2 separate regions of the Sus scrofa genome follow, and region 2 is linked to region 1. Evidence: chromatin contacts called from public HiChIP or PLAC-seq data. All regions are on one chromosome and are shown on one strand. The core of a region is the stretch at or near the end of the contact, and the rest is flanking DNA. Distances in the headings are between cores, read along the strand shown. Region 1 holds the start of KDR (vascular endothelial growth factor receptor 2). Region 2 holds the start of LOC100525350 (polyprenol reductase).

Region 1 (6,224 bases), core at 2,762-5,261:
AGTACAATGGGCTATGAAATCCTGCCAACATCTGGCAATGTAGTCAGGGCTCTAGTAGTTAGAGCACAAACAAATATTGGAAACAAATTAAGTGAAACAAGCAGGAGAAAGTGTCATGCAAGTGTGTAATCAAGAAATGGCAGTAGTTCTAGCTTTGGCGCAGCGGGTTAAATATCCAGCCTTGACTCTGAAGCCGATCCCTGGCCCAGCACAGTAGAATAAAGATCGTATGCCACAGCTGTGGCATAGGTGCACCTGAAAAAAACAAAAATCAAGACAAATGGCAGTGTTTGAAACTCTAACAGCCACTAGAAGAGAGCGCTGATCTTTTTTTCTTTCTTTCTTTTTTTTTTTTTTCGTCTTTTTGTCTTTTCTTAGAGCCCTACCCATGGCACATGGAGATTCCCAGGCTAGGGGGCAAATCGGAGCTACAGCTGCTGGCCTATGCCACAGCCACGCCAGATCCGAGCCACGTCCATGACCTACACCACAGCTCAAGACAACACCAGATCCTTAACCCGCTGAGCGAGGCCAGGGATCGAACCCGAAACCTCATGGTTCTTAGTCAGATTCGTTTCTACTGCGCCACGATGGGAACTCCAAGAGAGAGCTGATCTGGATTTATATATATTTTTTTTATTTGCAAAAGTTAATGTTTTCTGATTTTGCAGAACTGTTATAGAGATATGTGAAGTAAAAAGTGCAAGTTCACATCCGCCTGACTCTGCCTCAGCCATGTCCCAGAGGTAATGCAAAGACACTGACTGTGGAAAAGTCCATGGTATTATACAAGACGAGGCAGCACTTTGATTATAGTTACTTAAAACAGTTTTTTTTTAATCATGGAAAATTTTAAATGTGTAAATGTACAAAGAAGTGTAAAATGAGCCTCTATATACTCATCATCTAAGTTCCACAGTTATTAACCTCGTGGGTGCTAGTCTTCCTATTTACTTTTTAAGATATGAAGTCCAAAATACAGGTGGTGATGGAACTGGAGTTGGCACCGTAGAGTGTAATGTATGCAACGTGCTTTAGTGATTTGAACGATTTACATGCTGGGTGCACAAAGCCTGAAGAAACAGCTGGAGATACAGAACACTCTGTGATTAAGTTAAATTTGCCCTGGGTGGAGCTATCGTGAGGACTGCTCATTTCTGCTCACGTTGCCTATATTTTCACCATCATAATTCTAGTCTCTCTCAGGTAGCGCATAGTAGGTGATCAGAAACTGCTGTTGAAGAAATGAGCTTTATTTGCCATACCTGTCGCAGCAACAGGAAGGAGACCATGCAGCATGCTCTAGTTAACCTTTGCAGAATGCTTCCTGATGTGTCTTGGGTGCTTACTATGTGCCAGGCATCTGTGCTCACCAGGTGTTAGGTCATGCTGTATGTGCAATAACTCGTTCCATTCCTGCAAAAACCCTAGGAAGAAGCTACTGTTATCATCTATTGTTTCCTAGATATGCAGCCAGGAAGTTGGTCAAGATCACGTGGATAGTAAGGGGTAGGCCCGGGAGGTAAGCCCAGCCAAAGTGGCCTCTGTATACTTAGCACCGCTCTTGGCTGCCTCACCCCCAAAGGTGTCTGAACACAATTTATGGGGCACTGAACATACTACTTTGATAGGTAGCAATCTCCCGTGTACAGCCTGATTAACTCACAAATCACTCCTTTTGCAGCAGTGCCAGATAACGGGAGGGTGTTACACATGGAACACACTTAAAAAAAAAAACAACAAAAAACAGGATTTGTCATTTTTCATGAACTCAAGGCACTTCTAAGTGCTGTGTGGGAGGGAATGTGGTAGACTGATTTCATTGAGCCCCTGCCAAATTCTGGTCTTGTGGCCATCAAAGACGCATCATTTCCTCTAAGACTTCTAAAGGGGGCTATTACCATGGGCCTGCAGGTTCTGGTTTGCATTCAGAGGAGACACTATCTTCTTGAGTGAGCCGTGGAAGAGGAAGTGTCGTGAATTGTAAATAAAGCTGAGAGAGAATTGTTTGGAGATGGAGATGGAGAAAAATTGCCTTCTCTGAACCAGGTTCCATCTCCCTCCCCCTTATCCAGCTTTGCCAGAGCCCATCCTGTTTTCCTTGCTAAGTTTACTTGCAGGAAGAGAGGCGTTTCTTTAAGTACACCCCTGGCCCTGACAAAGAAATACCTCCTAGGTAAAATATTAGACCATCTGTACAGTAAAACACTATGCTACTGTGAAAAGAATATGATGGCACTGTGAGGGTTGATATAGAATGATTTCAAATTATATTTTATAGTGAAAAAGCCAACACTCAAACAATATTTATACCAAGGCTACTCTTTGTGGAATGAGGAGTATGATATACCTATATGTGCATAGAATTTGCTTGGAAAAAAAGGAAAGATAAAAATGCTTGCCTCTGCTAAAGAAAGGACTTTTCATTCCAAACCTTTTCATATTAAAAAATTTTAAACCATATACATTCATTATATTTCAGAGTTATAGTATTTCAGTCATCAGCCTGACAAAATAGAAGAGTAAATACAGTAAATATTTTTAAAATAGTGGAAGAAAAGCCACAGTACATTAATTGTGTACTTCAGGAGGAGGAGAAGTTTGGAGTAGATGTAGAAATAAAATATTTCTACCTCTTCATCTCCCTGAAGGATGGTCCTTTAAGCTGCCTTTAAAAAGTACCTGAGGGAGTTCCCTGGTGATCTGCTGGTTAGGATTTGGGCTTTAACCGCCATGACCTGGGTTCAGTTTCTGGCAGGGGAACTGAGATCCTGCAAGCCTCCTGGAGGAGTCAAAAATTAAGAAAGAAAGAAAGAAAGAAAGAAAGAAAGAAAGAAAGAAAGAAAGAAAGAAGGAAGGAAGGAAAGAAAAAGAAAGGAAGGAAGGAGAGAGAGAGAGAAAGAAAGAAAGAAGGAAATGGCAAAGCACCCAGGAAGTAAGAGATGAAGGGATCTGGAAGATTCCATATAATAAGGTTAGGAGACATCTGCTGTCACCTCCCAGGTGTGGGGAGAAATGGAAAGAAAAGAAGAACCAATGTGGTTAGGAAGAAATCCATGTTCTCCTCTGAACAGAGCCACAAAGAGTAGTGAGTTTTGGCGACACAATGTTCTCAGGTGCCCAGGGTCTGGAAGCTTTACTTCACTGCCTCTCCAGTGAAGACTGCTGGCAGCCTCCTTGCCCTTGGCCTAAGTGGGTCTTGGCTGGAGGCTCTGCTCTGAAAAGGCTGAGGAAGCATCATGCTAGGGACTTCTGGTCGGTAACACGGTGGACAGATGGCCTTTCTTGCAGAGACCCTCACACACGCCGCGGGTATGCCAGAGCCTTGAGTACCTCCAGCTCCCCGCAGGCCTGAGGTAGGTTTTTGGGTAAAGCCAGGTAGAGGGGGAGGGTCTCAAATTTAAATGCTTTGGGGAGCAAGGGGGGTAACAACATTTGAAGCCACCAGGCATAAGGAAATAGGGGGAACTTTGGAGAATTGGGCAAGTTAATATTCGAACCAAAGGAATTCAGATTCAGATTTTTAAACTACAACTGCACTGGCCAAGCAAATCACTTCTACTGGCCGGAGTCACTGCCGGTTTGCGATCCTGCATTCATCTCTGCTGCGTATTCGCTTCTCCCTTGCTGCCTCAACTTGCTACAGATCCCCAGCCTGCTCCGCAGCCACTCCAGGCGCGCGCGGCGCCCAAGACCATCTCAAACTTTGGCGCGCCTCTTGAGGGCGCAGTGTCCCTTGCTGCCTTCCCAGTGTTTCTCCAGCATCTCGGGATGGGGGACCGCAAGCGACTGAATCTTGGCGAAGCTCAGAACCCCTGATGGACTACATATTCTTTCCTACAGAAATGGAGTTGTTGCGCCAGGGTGGGGAGACTAGGGGACAGGCGCAGTCCGGAGCGAGAGGGGAGCTCGGAAGATTCTATGGGCGTGGGAAGCGCCGGATCCGCGCCCGCTGCCCGGCTGAGGGGCGGGGGCCGCTGCAAAGGGAAGCCCCGCCCCGCGTATCCCCGCCCCCTCGCTCTAGAGTTTCGGCCTTGGCTCCCACCCTGCACTGAGTCCCGGGACCCCGGGAGAGCGAGAGGTGTATGTTTGTTTTCTCTGCCCGCGCGGGGCAGCGCTTGCTCTCTTCAGAAAGCCCGGAGCGGTCGGACACTTGGGATAACTTCTCCTACCGGCCCCCGCAGACGCCCTTGCAGCCGCTACCGGAGCTGGGGCATCCTCGCCCTGCGCGCCCCGGAGCCTTGCGCTGCTGTGCGCGTTCCACCTCCGCGCCTTTTTCGCGGAGCAGGACCAGGGAGAGAGAACCTGCGCCCAAGTTCTGGGCACTGCGCCCAGCGCGAGGTGCGGGATGAAGAGCAAGGCGCTGCTGGCCCTTGCTCTGTGGCTCTGCGTGGAGACCCGGGCTGCCTCCGTGGGTAAGGAGCCCACTCTCTAGTAGGAAAGCGGAGAGGTCGGGTGCGGGCGGAGAGATGGGGATACGGAGAGGACCTGGAGGCCGGACCTAACTCGGAATCATAGCGCTGCAGAGATGAAAGTGACTTGACACTTTGTGTTCGTTCATTTACCAAAGAGGAAACAGGCTCAATGCCTGGCCCAAGATTACCCGGCGAGTTGGTGGTCTCCTGAGCCCAGTTCCATTTCCACGACGCTGGCCCGAGACAGGGGCCTGGGCTGGAGCGTGTCCCGCGGAGCTGATACGCTCTTGGGAGGCGGGAGTGGGAAGGCGCCCGGGGCTGGCAGGCAGGAGGTGCCCCCGCAGGCGGGAACAGGCGGCGAAACGTTGTCCGTCCGGCCGCGCACACCATCCTATCCTGGACGCGGGGAAGCAAGCCTTTTAGGGACCACGAGCCGGCTTGTCCGGATGGCACCGGGCACTTAGCTCTGCCTCTGTAGAAGTCGAAAAGGGACTCAGTCTGCTGGTCCCTTTGGTTCGAACTCACATACACACCCAGTGTATGAGGTTGAGGGGCCAGGGGAGATAGACATTTTTTATTCTTCCTGGGGCGGGATGCCTCTTTCCTCGAAGAGAGAAACGGAAAATCGGGGCTTGGACCTCTGTCTGTGACAGCTTCCCAGTGTCCCAAGTCATAGTCACCTTTCTATGGAAAACAACTTATCTTTCAAAACGCTTTTGGTCCTCTGGGTAAGCACATGGTCAGAAGTTCACGTTCTGAAAACTTACTCTAGGAATTTGGTACCTAGATTTGGCGCCACTCACCACTCTCCTTGCTGTCTAAAATTTCAGTCTCCTTCAGGATTAGGAACACACATGCTCCTGATGCAATAAATATTCTCTCTCTCTCTCTCTCTCTCTCTCCCTCGCATCTTTTCTGTGGCCTCAGTTTGCTGACTTCTAAATTTCCTTGGAGGGTGAGAAAGGGGAGAGGGTGAAAAGGAGAAAAAAAGTTAAATGATTCAGGGGAAATTCCTTATAAACTAAAGAATCACGTGTCTTTTTAAAAAAGACACAAGCGTATGCAGTAATAAAATCATCTGTCTATAGTTGCTGAATTTTCTTAATCATGACTTGGTTCATCCAGGCCAGCTCTACTAGGGACACTTATTTGTCCCTGACAAGACCTCCTCTCCCCCTTCACCAGGAGAGAATGAAGGTCTGGAACATATGGTTTGTTCTGTATCCCACAAAGAAGTGAGTTGCTTTTAAGCCTGGGGTGTTTCATAGCACAGCAGTAGTAACTGAAATGCCCTGACTATAATGATGAGGTTGCCCTTTTGGAGTGTGTGACTTGCTTAATTGGATTGGGCTATAATTGATGCCATCAAATTCTAGAGACAGAGGCACTGTTGTTTTTCCTTCCTGTCTTTGAGCTGGAAGGGTAATAGTGCACAAATGAATTAATTTTGGTTATGGGATTTGAACATAGAAGAGCTTTTTATTGAGTAGCAGCATATTACTTAGAGTTATTTCTTTAGAACTTTCTGAAGAGCAGGACTCAAACTTGCCAGTGAAAATGAATGAAGCTTATTGGAGCAAAAAGAAATTGAGCATTGGTCTACAGATATGAATTTGAAGTTATCATTATTGATAGCCTTGTTGAATAGTTTTTTGTTGAAGACATGTCTCTAGAATAGTGTGGTGTTGTTTTGGCTCTCTATGAATGGAGAACCTTTTTTTTTTTTTTAACATAGGAAAGTGTGTCTAGAGTGTGAGATAATCTGTGGCAATGATTTATGAGAGATCTTCAAGAATCTCTTAGTCTGAT
Region 2 (5,854 bases), core at 2,615-5,114, 170 kb before region 1:
TCCATAGAACAACCTCTTGTGTGGACCACAGTAACAGCCTCTTATCCAGTCTTCTCCACACAATGACTAGTCATCTTTTCCAACATAAACCACATCATGCCATGCCCCTTCCCCCATCCTAAAGCCACTTTCCACATACTCAGAACAAAATCTAATCTCCACTGTGCTCTGTAAGTCCCTTGTGGGCCATCTGTCCTGGCCTTCTGGAACTGAACTGCCATATCCCTGCCCCACCCCTTCCTGAACAGCCTTTCCAGTGTTGTCACCACCACCCCACATCTTGCTTGGTTAAATAAATGAATGAAAGAGAAGGTATCTCATCCAAAGTTACCCTCAGAGAAAGGAGTCAAGTTAATCAACAAACCAGTTAAACCTAAAACCTTTTTTTTTTCAAATTCATTCAAAACACTGATAATTACTGATCAGGGATTGGGCCAGGGCTATGGCAACAAATAAGACAAAAGTAATTGTATGGAAAGTTTATAGTCTAGAACAAGAGTTCTTTTTTTTTTTTTTTTTTCTTTTTTTTAAGGTCACATTCGTGGCATATGGAGGTTCCCAGGCTAGGGGTTGAACAGGAGCCACAGCTGCTGGCCTACGTCAGAACCACAGCAACGCCATATCTGAGCCTCATTTGTGACCTACACCACAGCTCAACACCAGATTGTTAACCCTCTGAGCAAGGCCAGGGATTGAACCCACAACCTCATGGTTACTAATCAGATTCATTTCTGCTGTGCCACAATGGGAATTCCTTGAACAAGGGTTCTTAACATTTTTCTTCCACAGACTCTTTTGGCAGTCTGGTGATGACTACGGGCCCCTTGCCAAGCAAAAAATACTTAGGGATTACAAACCAGTTATACTGAAATAGAGATAATATAACCACTAAGAAACATATGTGATATAGTAATATACGTGCTGTTTCTTCAACGTGTTAAATAACAAAATCTAGTGGAGAATAACAATATAGTATTCTTACAGTGATAAAAATAATGTTTTGAGATCCCTTCAATATTTTTAATGTAATATTAAAAAAAACCCGCCACGAAATTGCAGGTACTGCTAATGCTACTGTGGTTTGTTGATTACGTTCATCATTAAAGAAATGCTGAACTTTATTTCACTAACTAAATCAGCTGGAAGTTAGTGAAATAAAGATGTAATTTTTTTCAATCTGATTTGCCCCAAATTCTATCCACAGACCCCCCCCTGGACTGCTGGTTAGGACCCCTGAACTCCAGTAGGGAAAGCCTGGATGGTTCTCTTTGTCTCTAGAGCTCATTCAATTGCAGTGTTTCCATAACATTTTGAAATATTAGAAAGAGAAGTACCTCCAAATACACTATGCAAGCCAAGAGCACTTTAACTCATTTTCTAGGTCATATATTTAATCAGACTTTCTGGGAAATCAAAACGCTAGGAACCAAAAAGAAAACAAGAAAAACAATTATCATATTAACTTAAAAAAAAAAAAAAAAGGAAAAATATCAGACAGGGCTACTGAAATCAAACTCCATGAACTCATTTTAGGTTTAATTCTTGTCTCTTTAGGAAAAAATAATCCCAAACAAAATTACCTAAGCTTTTAGATGAAGAAACATGATTTATAGCTGTCCATTAGAAATGGAGTATAGAACTTACAGGCTCATTTCCACTTTTAAGAGTACTACTAAATTTTGAACAAGGAAAAGTTGTATTTATTTATTTTTTGCCTTTTTTTTTTTTTTTTTTTTTTTTTTTTTAGGGCCGCACCACAGCATATGGAGGTTCCCAGGATAGGGGTCTAATCGGAGCTACAGCTGCTGGCCTCTGACACAGTCACAGCAATGCCAGATCCGAGATGCGTCTGCAACCTATACCACAGCTCATGGCAACGTCGGATCCTAATCCACTGAGCGAGGCCAGGGATCGAACCCGAGTCCTCATGGATCCTAGTCAGGTTCATTACTGCTGAGCCACAACAGGAACTCCCACTGGTACCTTTTCAAAATGCAGAAAATAAATTGCTAGAATTGACACTCTCAAAATAATTTTTTTCTTCACTTTATAACATTAAAATAAATGACAACCTAGGAATGCCTCCGCTATGAGGTAGAAAAGTACTTAGTATAGTCGAAACCTGATTAAAAATAGTGACAGGGGAGTTCTCCTGGGGTCTCAGTGGTGATGAACCCAACTAGTATCCATGAGGATGTGGGTTCTATCCCTGGCATCATTCACTGGGTTAAAGATCTGGCACTGTTCTGAGCTGTGGTGTAGGTTGCAGATGCTGCTCAGATCCTGCATTGCTGTGGCTGTGGTGTAGGCCAGATTTGACTGCTAGCCTGGGAACCTCCACATTCCACCAGCGTGGCCCTAAAAAGGCAAACAAACAAGCAAACAAAGCCAAAAATAGTAACAGGAAATTTCCACTTGTAAAGAGCCTGTAATAACTAGTAAGTTTAATCCTCATGTTTGAATCCTCTACTTCTTCCCAGGACCTCATTCCCTTCACTGTTGCTCAGAATGATCTAGTTCTCCCCTCTCAGTGTTAATACCTGATGAATCTTTCTCCAAAATGGGAAGCCACGGTTTGGAAGCCAAGTTTACTTAGGCCCTATCCTGTCTGTGAATATGGGGCACTGCCTACAGAGAGGTTAAGCAGTAAGTGACCAAGGTGTTTATACATCATAAACCCTGTCATATTTCTCCATATTCTTTCCTAAATGCCAACTTAGGACGTACCTCCAAGTAAAGTCATGGCTTTTGTTCCTACCATCTAGAAGTGGGTGGCTCACTGTTCTGGCTATATTCTGAATTTAAAGTAAAAACAGAGAAACAAAAATATCGCCAAACAGGCCTTACAATTTCTGAAAGAATTCTATTTAAGCCCTAACGGTGTAACTTCCCATTAAATTCAGTTATGAAATTTGCTGAAAGTCAAATGGCGCTTGGGGGGACCTGCTTTGCCTAAAACGTGCCATCTCGGGCAATTTTCTCCAGGGGCACCTGCCAAAGTGCGGGTTTGAGAGTCAGTGGCGTCAGCCGGTAACCAGCTTCTCAGACTTAGTCCTGACTGCGAGGATTGATGAGACACATAGGGCACAGAGAGGAGCGAAGGGGGGGCTTGCCTTCATTTCTAGTGAGTTCCGCAGACCTCAAGACAGATGATGAGCCCCTAAAGTGCAGGAGAAGGGAAGGAGGAGAATCTGGGGGCAAAAGAGACTTGAACTTGTGACCAGGCCTAAATTTGGAAGTCTTTCCCCAAAGGAAAGACTACGTGCAACCACCAATTCACCTTCCTGCGCCCTCGAGGATGCGCGCGGCTCAGCATCACCGGTGACGGCGGAACCGCGGCGCATTTCGCCCCCAGGGCCACGCAGCAGAAGCGGGCTGCGCAGGCGGGCGGCCTGTCTGGGAACTCCTCTGGGCCTCCCCGGCCGGGTCCGCTTCGGCTCACGCCCGCCTCTGCTGCCCCCTGCTGGCTGTCTGAGCCCGGCACGCTTTAGCCACCGAGACTCGCGCCCGAGCACGGTTACCTCTTGGGGACATCAAAGGCCCGGCAGATAGCAGGGCGCGGCGGTCCCCCATGCTTCGTTTTTCCATGGCGGATGAGGTCCTGGAAGAGCGCGCAGCCCGGAAGCAGGCGGGGCGGCATGAGCTGCAGCAGGAGGGTCAACAGGAAGGCGGCGGCCAGCGTGAGCCATACGGCGCGCAGCGGGTTCAGTACCAAGAGCTCGGCCTCCAACCGGGGGACCATGGCCGGCACACCCAGCGTCCACGCTCCGGAGGTCGGCAGCGAGGGGCAGCAGAGACGCCAGCACACGCAAACCGCACCCGGGGCTAGCCGGGCGGGACGTCGGTGACGCAGCGCGGGGCGGAGACGTGATAGGCCCCGCCCCTGGGGGAGGCCACGCCCCCTGGGAGGAGACGACGCGCCACCGCGCGGGCTCCAAGGTCTGGGTCCCGCTGATGCTAGCAGGTTGTCCTTTGTCGCTGGTTTGAGTTGGGGTGCCTAGATGGGACCCCAGAATGTGATTGAACAGTATGATTCAAAGAGGCAGAACGGATAAGACGGTGCCTGAGAGTTTTTATTGCAGCATTATTTTCAATGGAAAAGTGGAAACAATGCAGAATGTTCCACTTTAAGGTATTTAGCTAAATTATGGTACAGTAACACATTGGAATGTCATACAGTAATTGACATGGTAATTATGAAAACTAAAAACGCAGTGAACTCTTTACTATAACTGAACCTGTGGACTAAGGGAAAAAAAGCCAATTATAAAATATATAGCTATGATTGCAATTATGTAATGTGAATGTACGGATGAAGACGGTAGATCATACACAAAAATGAATATTATATTAGATAAATGTGTATGATTTGAATACGCAAACTAGAAAATCATGAAGACACTTGCAAATACAAAAATGAAAGTGATAAAAATTGGTCCTTTTCCTGCTGCAGTTCCACTCCACATAGGCAAAGCTTTTAACTTCATCAGCAATTTCTTTTGATATTTACCTCTCTGCAGTAACAGTGTGATTTTTCTTGACTCATCAGTTTTAAACAACATTGATTTTTGGTTAGGACACATGAAAATTTAACCCTTTTAATACTTTTAAAAGCCTTTAAAATGACAATTCCAAAAAATATTATCATATACCTATTATATGACGGGTATCATTTTGGACAATGAGAACAGAGAGGCTTATGGGACAATGTCCTTGACTTTTTGAAGCTTACATTCCTGAGATTGGGTGGCATGTGAGGGGAGCACCAGCCCTTATCCCAGTGAGGTACCCTGTGTGTGTTGTAAATCAGCGTCAGGGAACTGGGTGGAAGGTTAATGTGGCTTGAACAGTCTTTTGCATTGTTAAATGTGCCAGCTTCTTAGAGTTTTGCTTCCTTGTGCAAGGAAACCTCAGGCTGTACCAGTGACTTAAGAGCCATGTGATAAAGGATGGTCACATTGGCCTTCCAGCTGGGACAATGAGATCTCTTTCTATGACCCAGGGTTTTTGCAGGGTCACCTCTTCATTGCCCCTTCACTGTTTTTAGGGTAAGCCCATAGAATCTCAGCTGGCCCTTCTAGGACATCTTTCCAGAAAAGCTACTTGAAGTGCCTTGCAGGGACCAGATTTCCTGGGAGGTTCTGTTGTACTTTCCTGACCTGGGGCAGGATTGCAAAACAAGGTGTGTGTGTGTGTGTGTGTGTGTGTGTAGTGGAAACAGGAAAGACTGAGGATGGAGGAATAAATTAACCTCTATTTTGGGGGTTGGATTTTTATCAGCACGCACAGCTCATATTCAGACAAGCTTCCTGTAGAGGGCAGTAACTGAATAGGAAATCCCAAGTTAGGCCCAATTAGGAGCATTTGTAAATGTTTTAAATTTTTACTAGAGTGTGAGTTATTTTTGGTAAATCAGGCTCAAGCCTGTTAGATCATTGCCAATAAATATCATTTGGTTTCTGTCTTTTCTTCATTTAATTACCAGAACTGTACAATCAACAAACCTCTGGCTTGGCCTGCAGTGTCATTTTTCCAAATGTTCAGGCCCAAATCCTGAACTCAACCTTTTTTTTTTTTTTTAATTTTTAAAATTTTTATAATGATTTTTATTTTTTCTATTATAGCTGATTTGCAGTGTCCTGTCACTTTTTCGCTGCATAGGAAGGTGACCCAGTCACACATACATGTATACATTCTTTTCTCTCATATTATCACGCTCCATCACAAGTGACCAGACATAGTTCCCAGTGTTATACAGCAGGATCCCATTGCTTATCCATTCCAAGAGCTATAGTTTGCATCTATTAACCCCAAATTCCCAGTCCCTCCCACTCCTTCCCTCTTCTTGGCAACC

The links. HiChIP or PLAC-seq counts read pairs in DNA pulled down with a chosen protein or histone mark.
Region 2: a contact with region 1 is called in an H3K27ac HiChIP or PLAC-seq map of skeletal muscle, with 5 times the contacts expected there. The contact joins the promoter of LOC100525350 here to the promoter of KDR in region 1. A contact is called at or near these places in 1 of 47 Hi-C or Micro-C datasets (skeletal muscle) and 1 of 2 datasets of contacts at active chromatin or transcription factors (skeletal muscle).

Annotation. Positions count from the first base shown.
Region 1 is chr8:41,854,166-41,860,389 of Sscrofa11.1, reverse strand. KDR (vascular endothelial growth factor receptor 2) reads left to right here and starts at 4,011. Exons shown (of 30, transcript XM_003128987.6): 1 at 4,011-4,415. The coding sequence starts at 4,349.
Region 2 is chr8:42,022,362-42,028,215 of Sscrofa11.1, reverse strand. LOC100525350 (polyprenol reductase) reads right to left here and starts at 3,864. Exons shown (of 7, transcript XR_298920.3): 1 at 3,522-3,864.